2 separate regions of the Triticum aestivum genome follow, and region 1 is linked to region 2. The links are chromatin contacts, called in public Hi-C maps. All regions are on one chromosome and are shown on one strand. Each heading gives the region's core, a stretch centred on a gene start, on an enhancer-like site or on the middle of the called end of the contact. The rest is flanking DNA. Distances are from core to core; before and after follow the strand shown.

What was found. A called contact is a pair of places that touch in the nucleus more often than the background predicts.
Region 1: a Hi-C map of leaf shows a contact between it and region 2, with 10 times the contacts expected there. The contact joins the promoter of LOC123136777 here to the enhancer-like site in region 2. A contact is called at or near these places in 2 of 5 Hi-C or Micro-C datasets (both in leaf) and 1 of 1 datasets of contacts at active chromatin or transcription factors (leaf).

What each region holds. Positions count from the first base shown.
Region 1 is chr6B:239,087,192-239,092,602 of IWGSC CS RefSeq v2.1, forward strand. It overlaps LOC123136777, which reads right to left and starts at 2,400. Exons shown (of 8, transcript XR_006467284.1): 1 at 2,157-2,400; 2 at 1,956-2,074; 3 at 1,323-1,403; 4 at 1,098-1,182.
Region 2 is chr6B:238,918,602-238,924,507 of IWGSC CS RefSeq v2.1, forward strand. No RefSeq gene overlaps it. Among protein-coding and RNA genes, the nearest start is that of LOC123136775, 120 kb to the left of the region's middle. Within about 2 kb of position 2,855, at least 3 of the 8 cell types and tissues checked have an H3K27ac peak or open chromatin away from gene starts, as enhancers often do. A contact at or near this core is called in leaf, where this site is marked.

The DNA of each region.
Region 1 (5,411 bases), core at 1,150-3,649, 170 kb after region 2:
CAAATTTAGACATGCTATTGAAGATGCTCTTAGTACTAGCGCCGAAGGGTTTCTGTTGACATGTAAGAGCATCTCTAGCAGATCCCTTATTCTAAAAGTGCACAACAGAGGCACCAAGAGGATAGCTTGCGCTCCCCCACGGGCGCCCTCGCCTACCTCACCTACCACATTCACCGCCACCGCCCCCACCTTCGTCGATGTGGTGTCTGGGTGGGTGCTTCCGTGCGTCGCCTTGCATGATCCAACAGTGGAGACCATTCTAAGCAACTTCATTGACCAGGTCTCCAGGCGGATCTTGCCATGTGTGGCATTGAAGGAGGGTGTGGTGCGCGCAGCTGGCAAGTTCCCCTGAGCCCGCTCCTCCTTCATGCCGTCTTGAAGCTGTGTAGCCACCCCCTTCAGTCTGCCATGCGCCGGTTGGGGAAACTGCTGCCCCTATGCCGGAGGGGCGTGCCCTGCCCGCCAGTCCTGTGACGAGGCCCCGTCTGCGCTCGGTGGTTATTGCCCCTGCCACTTAGGATGGCAGCCACCTACCGCGGAGATCCAGCCATAAAGAGATCGACTGGGTTTATACGCCCAGCTTAGGATCCCCTACCTCGAGATCTGCCAGTTTAGGTTCTGTCATATCGTGTCCTCGATTAATCCGACTGATGGAATCCTCCTTGCGGGTGCCCACACCGACTGATAAACCCCCCTGTTACTAGCATTGCCTTGGGCTGTAAAGATCATGAGTTTCGGCCTCCATGGACCTTAGCTGGATAATATATCGCCGTGGGCCTACCCCGTGGGAGATAACCTCATCAGAACAGAGGTCATCATAAGGTAACGTTTCAGGAAATACAAAAATGCAATAACTGGAACTAACTACTGCAAATCATCATGCCCGAATAGCATGTTCAGAATGCCAATTACGACTGACTTGGACGTGCCTGAGTTGAGCCATTGGTGGTTCATACTTCATAGTCCATAGCTTTTTTAGCTCAGTGTTACGTCAAGACATTACAGAACCTATCTTAAATTAATAAAAAGGGCAAGAAGAATAGATGTAAGTTAATCTACTATGATGCTCAATTTGCAGAAGGGCAGTGAGTTCAGACCTTGGTGCAGTAGGCAGGTCACTTGAGATAGTTAGCACAAATCATCACACTCGGCAGGTCATCATCAGAGAGAATGATTGCAGGACTGCTGGAGGTGCGTAGCCATGATCAAATTTTATGTGATCCGCAAGTTCCACAAAATTATCAGAAGCAAGGGGTCAGTAGCGAAAATTGAATGGTTACAAAAAAAATATCAACAACTTCCAACAAAAGACAAGCACATACATCCCAATTATCTTGTTCTCCGCAGAGTCATCTCTCCAGCTCATCCTCCGAGAATACCTGAAGTGTGCTTAGTAAAAATACCTGCAATACCCAGTGTCAGTGGACAACGACAAAATGATTTTTCGACTGTGCGGGCAGTAAGAGACAACACCAGAGAAGAGTGAAATGTATAAAATGAGAAGGTGAACATCGAGTGCATGTCACCCTATAGGGCCCATGTAAGGCTCATGAGTTACAGAGCAAAGTACAGAAAGTAACCTAACATCTAAATACACCAGAACGGACAGATGTAATAAAAGGACAGAGGGAGTCATTACTATCAGAAACAAGTATAATTTTATACATATTGGATTAAGATTGCTTAAGAAATACACAGGGTTAAAAAAATAAGGAAAGGTTTTTGCATTGTCTAATTAAAGCATTACTGCCAAGTTCGTCTAAAGATAAAATGCTAGTAGGAAAAAGCAACCTAATACTTTGTCAAAGGGAGTAGAACTTGTAACTGAAAAGCTGCCCCAAGTTACCCAAGTACTCCCTCTGTAAAGAAATATAAGAGCGTTTAGATCACTACTTTAGTGATCTAAACGCTCTTATATTTCTTTAAGGAGGGAGTATAAAAGACGAGAGCAGCACCATGATACAGCATACTGACTGAATCCTGATTTAAAAGCCTCCAGTTGTCTTGAGATTCCACTTTTAACCGCAGTGTCGACAACAAAATAAACATATTCATCCAAACTCTCATCAGTTACCTGAAAATAACATGAGTAATTTAGAGAATACTTTAATCTGCTGATAAGCCAGCAACTGAGAGTGCAGAGTCAAATCAGTTACATTATCTGAGGTACCCTCTGAAGAAAGCACATATTCTGGATACACGGGGACAACAAAGTCAATAGCAAGATCCTCAATTTTACAACCTCGTTAACACAAATCAGATGTGCTCTGGTATCCCCCATTGAAGATGATTCTAAGTATCTCTTTTGACAAGTGCTTTCAACTCCATAAGGGTTGTTGCCAGCTCAGGATCAAATGAACTGATATCATATATATTAACAGCTCAGGATCAAAGGAACTGATATCATATATATTAAGCTCCTAACAAAGAAAAGCTTATTAGATCGACTAACAAAAGTAAGAAAGCGTAACAAACATGATATATATTTCAAGAATGCAAGGTCCAAAATACCTGTCCTAGGATAAGCTTGTAAAATGCTTTGGAAAATGGAATGTCAAGAATTCTGACATCCTTAATTGCCTTTGTGATGACTCCTTTCAGATGCTCATCTATATTCATTGCATCAATGTAATTTTTCTTCTTCTATCTCCTTTGATCTGTGTGAGTGGGAGAGATAGAGAGAATAATGCACCTTGAGTGCTCTCATTGCATTCCTGTGATTATATACACGAGCCGTACATGTACAGGGCGCGTAGCGCAGGAGAGAGAGGGAGAGTGGGACACACGACGTGCGAGAGGTGGGGGGGCATGCACGACGTGCATGGCCATGCAGCTAGTCTAGGGCAGCAACTGCTTACACCCCGCCGCAGCTGAAGCATCGGGTGGCCGGATGCATAAGCTGGACCGGAACTCCTGGAACGCCGGTGTCGATAGCCCCTTGGTCAGGACGTCAGCGAACTGATGCGTGGTGGGCACGTGCAAGACACGGAGGTGACCAAGGGCGACCTTCTCTCGGACGAAGTGGATGTCGAGCTCGATGTGTTTCGTGCGTCGATGGTGGACGGGGTTGGCAGCCATGTAGACGGACGAAATGTTGTCGCAGAAGATGACAGTGGCCTTGGGGAGGGAGACGTGCAGCTCACCAAGGAGTTGGCGAAGCCAGCAGCACTCCGCGACGGTGTTGGCGACGGCACGGTATTCTGCTTCCGCGCTGGAACGGGAGACCGTAGCCTGGCGCTTGGATGACCAAGAGACCAAGGAGTCGCCGAGGTAGACAGTGTAGCCGGAGGTGGAGCGCCGCGTGTCCGGGCAGCCTGCCCAGTCTGCGTCCGAGTACGCGGTGAGCGCGAGCGACGCCGACGGGAGCGCGAGCGACGCCGACGGGTGCAGGTGGAGGCCGTACTCGGTGGTGCCACTGAGATAGCGCAAAATGCGCTTCAGCAAGGCAAGGTGAGGAGTGCGCGGGTCGTGCATGACCAGGCAGCACTGTTGCACGGCATAGGCGATGTCGGGCCGTGTCATGGTCATGTACTGCAGGGCGCCTGCCAAGCTGCGATACTCGGAGGCGTGAGGGACTGGCGCGCCGTCTGTCGCGGAGAGCTTGGAGTGAGTGTCGACTGGCGTGGACACCGGCTTGCACTCGGTCATGTTTGCGCGTCCCAGCAGCTCCGCAGCATATTGCCGCTGAGAGAGGAAGAAGCCTTCGGGCGTCCTGGTCACGGCGATGCCGAGGAAGTAGTGGAGCGGGCCGAGATCCTTCATAGAGAATTCCGCGAACAGGAGCTGTTGGAGTTGTTGGAGAAGCGTGGACGTGGACGCGGTGAGCACGATGTCGTCGACATAGAGCAGTAGGTATGCCGTGCCCGCGCTGTTGTGGAGGACGAAGAGGGACGGGTCGGACCGTGAGTCGATGAAGCCAAGACCGCGAACGAAGGTGGCGAACCGCGCGAACCAAGCACGCGGAGCCTGTTTCAGGCCATAGAGGGACTTGTCCAGCAGGCACACATGATCAGGATGGTTGGTGTTGACGAAGCCAGCAGGCTGCTGGCAGTAGACGCGCTCGGCGAGGCGTCCATGCAGGAAGGCGTTGTTCACATCCATCTGATGAACGGGCCACTGACGAGCGGCGGCGATGGTGAGCACGACGCGGATGGTGGCCGCCTTGACGACGGGCGAGAACGTCTCGTCGAAGTCGACTCCCGGCCGCTGTGAGAAGCCGCGCACGACCCATCTCGCTTTGTAGCGATCCAGCGTGCCATCAGCCTTGAGTTTGTGGCGGAACAACCACTTGCCGGTGACGATGTTGGCGCCCGGTGGGCGCGGTACGAGGCTCCACGTCCGGTTCTCCATCAATGCCCTGTACTCCACCTGCATTGCAGTTAGCCAATGGGGATCACGCAGCGCAGCACGCACGGTTTTGGGTATAGGGGAGATGGTTGGGGCGGTGGTGGAAGTTGTGAGGGCTTGGTTGTATTTAGGGTTCGGGAAGAACTTGCCGGCCTGGGCCCGGGTGATCATCGTATGTGTAGGAGCTGGGTCAGGACGCCGGCGGGGAGGCGTGGTGCGTGGTGGCGTGGAGGTGGGTGATGGGTTGTCCGGCGTGGTCCAGGCATGGGCGGCGATGGTGGTCTGTCCGCCGATGGGGGAGTAGATGTGCTTGGGGGCGTAGCCGTGGCCGATATGGCGGGGCTAGGCAGGACGGCGGGAGCGCCGTGGGGAGGGGGCTGGGTGTGAGGCGGGCGAGGTACGCGTGGGAGCGCATAGCGGGGACGCTGGGGTATGGATGGGGTGTAGTTGAGCTCATCGGGGTCAGAGGTGGGCTCAGCTGTGGTGTGAGCGAAAGGGAACTGATGCTCGTCGAACACGACATGGCGGGATATGACAACTTTGCCAGTGGTGCGGTTGAGGCACCGATAGCCCTTGTGGTGTGGTGAGTAACCAAGGAACACACAGGGAGCCGATCGGGGAGCGAGTTTGTGTGGTGTGGTTGCGCTGAGGTTAGGGTAGCACAAGCATCCAAAAACCCGAAGAGCGGTGTAGTTGGGTTCGGTGCCGTGGAGGAGAAAGAAGGGGCTGTGATTATGTCGAGGACGACAGGGGCGCCGGTTGAGTAAGAAGGTGGCGGTTTGCAAAGCTTCTGCCCAGTACGCGTATGGCATGGAGGCATGGATGAGCATTGAGCGAGTGATGTCGTTTAGTGTGCGGAGGGCACGTTCAGCACGGCCGTTTTGTGGTGATGTGTATGGGCACGACATGCGAAGAGCGATTCCTAGGCTGGAGAAGAGGTCGCGTGAGGCGAGGTTGTCAAATTCCTTGCCATTGTCCGTTTGGATGGATAGAATGGGTAGGTGGAACTGAGTGGAAACGAAAGCGGCAAACGAACGGAGCGTGGGCAGCACTTCGGATTTGTG
Region 2 (5,906 bases), core at 1,605-4,104:
ATCATGTTGTATTACTCGAGCAATTTGTTCATCAAGAAATTTACCAAGTGGCACATCATCATTATCAAGCATGATACTAGCATCATCATAAGCATCATTCATAGTAGAAGTAGCATCATCAATAACTTGTGACATATCATAATTAATGGCTTGTGGTGGTGTTGCAAGTTTACTCATAACAGAAGGTGAATCTAAAGCAGAACTGGATGACAGTTCCTTACCTCCCCTCGTCCTTGAGGGAAATATCTTAGTCTTTGGATCCTTCAGATTCTTCATAGCGATAAATTGATAATAATCCCAAGTGACTCAACAAATATAGCTATGCTCCCCGGCAACAGCGCCAGAAAAAGGTCCTGATAACCCACAAGTATAGGGGATCGCAACAGTTTTCGAGGGTAAGTATTTAACCCAAATTTATAGATTCGACACAAGGGGAGCCAAAGAATATTTGAAGCTATTAGCAGCTTAGTTGTCAATTCAACCACACCTAGATATTAATTATCTGCAACAAAGTGATTAGTAGCGCAGTAGTTTGATAGTTTTGATGATAGCAACAGTAGGAATGGTAACAGTAACAGTGATAGCAGTAACGATATCAGTAGCAATAGTAGTAACTTATCAAGAACAATATATGTTAAATTCGTAGGCATAGGATGTTGTATGATATTCATCATGTGACAGTTATAACCTAGGGAGATACGACACTAGCTCCAGTTCATCGATATAATGTAGGCATGTATTCCGTAAATAGTCATACATGCTTTATTAAAAGAACTTGCATGACATCTTTTGTCCTACCCTCCCGTGGCAGCGGGGTCCATATTGGAAACTAAGGGATATTAAGGCCTCCTTTTAATAGAGAACCGGAACAAAGCATTAACACATAGTGAATACATGAACTCCTCAAACTATGGCCATCACCGAGAGTGGGCCCGGTTGTTGTCACTCCAGGGTTGTCGGATCATAGCCGTAGTAGGTGACTACAACTTGCAAGATTGGATCTAAAACATGGATATAATGATGAATTCATAAATGGCACCCGGGCCCAAAGTGACAAGCATTAAGCATAGCAAAGTCATAGCAACAACAATCTAAGAACATTGTGGATACTAGGGACAAGGCTCTGACAAAACTAACTCGATTACATGATGAATCTCATCCAACTCCTTACCGACCAGCGAGCCTACGAAGGAATTACTCACTCCCGGTGGGGAGCATCATGGAATTGACGATGGAGATGGGTTGGTGATGACGAAGAACGAAGATCCCCCTCTCCGGAGCCCCAAACGTACTCCGGATCTGCCCTCCCGGGGAAGAACAGGGCTTGGCGGCGGCTCCGTCTTGTGGATCGCGATAATTCTTTCTCCCTGATTTTTTTCTGGAATAATGTGATTTCATAGTATCACGGGATCGTCAGCGGGGCCACCAGCTGGGTACAACCCACCTAGGCGCGCCAGGAGAGGGGGGCACGCCCTGGTGGGTTGTGCCCACCCAGGGGCCACCCTCTGGCGGGTCTTGGCTCCAAAAATCCTCTTTTATTCCATAAAAATTCCTTGCAAAGTTTTGTTCCATTCCGAGAACTTTTATTTCTGCACAAAAACAACACCATGGTAGTTCCGCTGAAAACAACGTCAGTCCGGGGTTAGTTTCATTCAAATCATGCAAATTAGAGTCCAAAACAAGAGAAAAAGCGTGAGAAAAAGTCGATACGTTGGAGATGTATCAGATAAGAGCATGATAACCCTGAACCTTGCCATGCAGATGCATGGTCTCATCCCCTTCGGTGCCTTGGATAGCTTGTTTCGATAGCGAATACATTTTATGTCCTTCAGGTTCTACTATTGTTTTCATTTTCATCCTCTTCACACGGCAGAATCTCCAATAGCTCTTCTACCACATGTAATTGCACTATTTGCCCACATTTGTGTTGAGGATCTCATTTTTCTCCACATGTAAAACACAGACCCCGAGCACTTCTATAAGCTCTGAGAGTATTCAACTTGCTTCCTGAAATAGACTGAGATTTAATAGCCTCTCCACCACGCTTGTCAGCCATAACATTGGGCTGAACTGCTCGATTACTCACTATTGGAACAGAAGGAAAAGCAGTCTTCGGAGTTACATGGCTGTAAGTTGAGCCGCTGGATTCAAAATGTGGGTGATCAACCACACGACAGTCTTCAAGCACCTCTTCCTGCAAAAGGGCCAGAGAACCAGCTATATCCAAATCTGGTGGCCTTTGTATAAGAACAACACTACAAATTGGAGGTTTTAACCCATCTATGAAAGTGGTGGTGAAAATCTCTGGGTCTAATTGAGGATTGTGAGCTAACATTTGGTGCATCAAAGTGTTAAAATTCTCAATGTACTCTTGGACACTTCCAGCTTGTTTGACATGAGTCAGTCGCCGTATCATAGCTTGAAACTGCAATTTCCCAAACCTATGACACACAAATTCACATAACTCTTTCCACTCCATTTTATCTATTTTGAACTCTATAGAGGGTAACCACATGTTAGCCTGACCAGTAAAATACATGGTCGCATAATCTTTCCAGGAAGCTTGTGGAGTTTGACACAGCTGGAAATATTTTTGGCAACACTTCTTTGGAATCTCGGGTCTGTCTAGACCTGTGTAATAATGAGAACTATAGGGCCCCGAATAAGGAGAAGTAAATTCATGCACACAGTTGGGAGAGAAGGCAGAATTGAGGCCGTAGGGCATACCCTTGACCGAGGCGTAACCGTGGTGACCGCACCAGGTTGCCCCTGAAAAAAGATGTCTTTACGGTGCCCGACAGGGCCTACATGTCCAATCCCATGTGGTGGCACATACTTGGTCGGTGCCACTGGGGTTGGTGGCTCTTCCTCGCCGCTCGCACTGTATCCTTCCACGGGGCGAGGTGTCTTGACTGCATCGCCGCTTGGGAATTCGACAAATGCATGCAGATTCCGCACAGCAGTCAACAACTGTTCGATTTGTTGCTCCATCTGCTGCTTCCACTCATCGAATGCCTGGCGCACTGAGCGTACTTCCTGCTCAATGGGATTAAGCTTGGTTGTGTTGGCCGCCAAATCCGCCTAGATTTGGGCGAGCATGTCCATCATCGTTTTCATGGAATCCCCTTGAGCCATTTTCTCAAACAGCAAGTGTGCGTCGAGGCTGCATAGCCACGATCCAACCCAGTTAGGGTGTTCCGAAGAACTTTGGGCGAAATCACCAAGTGGATCTCACATCCGTCACCCAGGAATTACAGATTAAGCGACTGAACAGGGAAACTCAACCAGAAGCGAATTGCTGAGAGGATCAAAGCTCTGAATACCAATTATTACAAACCTAGCCAATTCTCAATCAGAAAAAAGGAAGTGCTGGCCTCTCAATTGATTCACTGAGGATCCAAGTCTGATTACAAAAGGGAACAACCAGAGAGGAAGGATTGGAGAGAGGAGAGGGATTTCAGGAGAGGAGGAGAGCTAACCCTTATCAGGGTCCCTCGGTTCAGATTGTGATCCAATCGGATGCCAAAGTCATCCCGACTAGCCACTACTAATACTACACTCAACCAAGACACTTACAAACGCACCCCACTGCTAACATAGGACCCGATCGTCTTTGGAGTACTTCGTGGACGGGGCTGGGGGTTGAGTTGACTTGCGGGTACCACCTGCCAGGTCACCAATGGTAGCTTTAGTCTGAATGTTGCTCTGCACTTGCGCTGGTTCAGTTTCGACAGTAGTAGCTTTCGTCTGAATATTGTCCTGCAGTTGTGCTGTTTCAGTTTCGATAGTTTGCTTCAGCTTACGGTGTTCTGCTTCTGCATGTTTGGCCGCGGCATGAGCTCGACGCTTCTCCCAACGACACTGCATTCGGGGCGCGACAGATGCCTAGGGCGGCGGCTTGAGGCGAAGAAACGATGTGGGGATTCGATAGTTGGACGACCAATTCGAAGCCGCTCCTCGTTACGAGTTTGTGATGGCTCGAACGACTTTGTGTTGTGTGATTGCCCCCGTCAACCGACCTAATACTGTGGATTCTTTCCTTTTTTACGGGAACCAACTTAAGGTTCATAAATCTGTTTTCCAAAACCACAGAATTTGTTGGGTTTGTACCATAAAAAGGAAACTTACAATCTGCAAATGAGAAAGTGCTCCCATGTGTTATTCCCAAAAGTCAGAGCTTCCCAGATTTAACACAATATCGGTCCAATTGCAAAAAAAATCGTAACACCTGTATTCTATACCTATATAAGTATACACCTATACCTTTTTAACACAGTACATACGCAAAGCGCTCATACATACGCGCATACATCGTATCATCGGAAATCCTGAAATAATCCAGGAATAATGCGAGCACCAGAACTTGAACCCTGATGAGATGGGGATACCACTGTCCCTCTAACCATCCAACCACGGGTTGGTTCGATATATACATATATCTATAGTAATACTATTCATCACCTAGGATGCAAAATAAGTTATTCTTCACCTGAGGTAATCTTACAATCATTTCATAAAAAATTACATTTGTAATATAAATAATTATATTCATATTGATTCGCTACGTAAAATTTGGCATAAGGAAACAAAAACATAGATCATAAGATCGGAAAAAAAAATGAGTTTTATGTATTTTTTTACATATGTTTTCACGTTTGTAATTTTACGAAACATAAAATATTTTTTATGTTGATTATATATTTTCTTACATTCTTTTTTTGCGTATGAAATAAGGCAAAATTTATGGAACGTCAAATTGTGGTGCATTGATGTTAAAATAGAGTTGGTGATATTCCTCACCCAGGGTGACGAATAGTCAATCCCCCTATACATATACATATACATATACTCCCTCTATTTCTAAATATAGGTCTTTTTAGATATTTCATTATGGACTACATATGGATGTATACACACATATTTTAGAGGGATAATTAGATTTATGCCCCTAGTTGTGTCCCACTCGTCTATTTTACCCCTAATTCCCAAAAGTCACTGGTTCTGTCCAAGTCACTTTGCTCCTATTATGCTTTTGCCCTTTGACTATTTGACCGTCAGTTTGAAAACTTCATAACTAATTCATACTAAATCAGAAAAATGCAAATAAGATACCAAAATGTTCAGAAAAACATCACCTATATGTCAATATCATTTGTATTCATGAAAAAAGTGTTGGAAAGTGCCCATCCGAGATTTAGCTCTTATGCTACCACCATGAATAATAAAATCTAAAAAAGTTCAAAAAAATTCAAAAAAATTGGTGGCAAAGAATGACAAATATTTTAAGTGCCTGCCAAGTTTCATCAAAGAATAACATTTGTGGGTGCCGCGGCAAAAAAAAAATCAACGAATGTCGTTACCTAATGAAACTTGGCAAGCACTTAGAACATTTGTTGTTACTCGCCACCATACTTATTTTGAATTTTTTTGAATTTTTTAGAGTTCAATATTCATGGTGGTATCAAAAGAGCTGAAACTTGAATGTGCACTTTCCAACACTTTTTCATGAAATCAAATGACACTGACATATATGTGATGTTTTTCTGAACATTTAGGTGTCTTATTTGCATTTTTCTGATTCAGTATGAATTAGTTATGAAGTTTTTAAACTGACGGCCAAACGGTCAAAGGGCAAAAGCATAAGAGGAGCAAAGTGACTTGGACAGAACCGGTGACTTTTGGTAATTAGGGGCAAAACAGACGAGTGGGACACAACTAGGGGCATAAATCTAATTATCCTTTTTTTAGAGTGTATATTAACTCATTTTGCTCCGTATGATTAAAATTACCCCCGAAATTGCAAAATATTACCCACTGATGCCGTCTTTAAGTGATAAAAACGTTTCACACAAGGAATACCCGCCTGGGCCGGCCCATGCAGCAGGAATATATTGCGCACTGCGCGC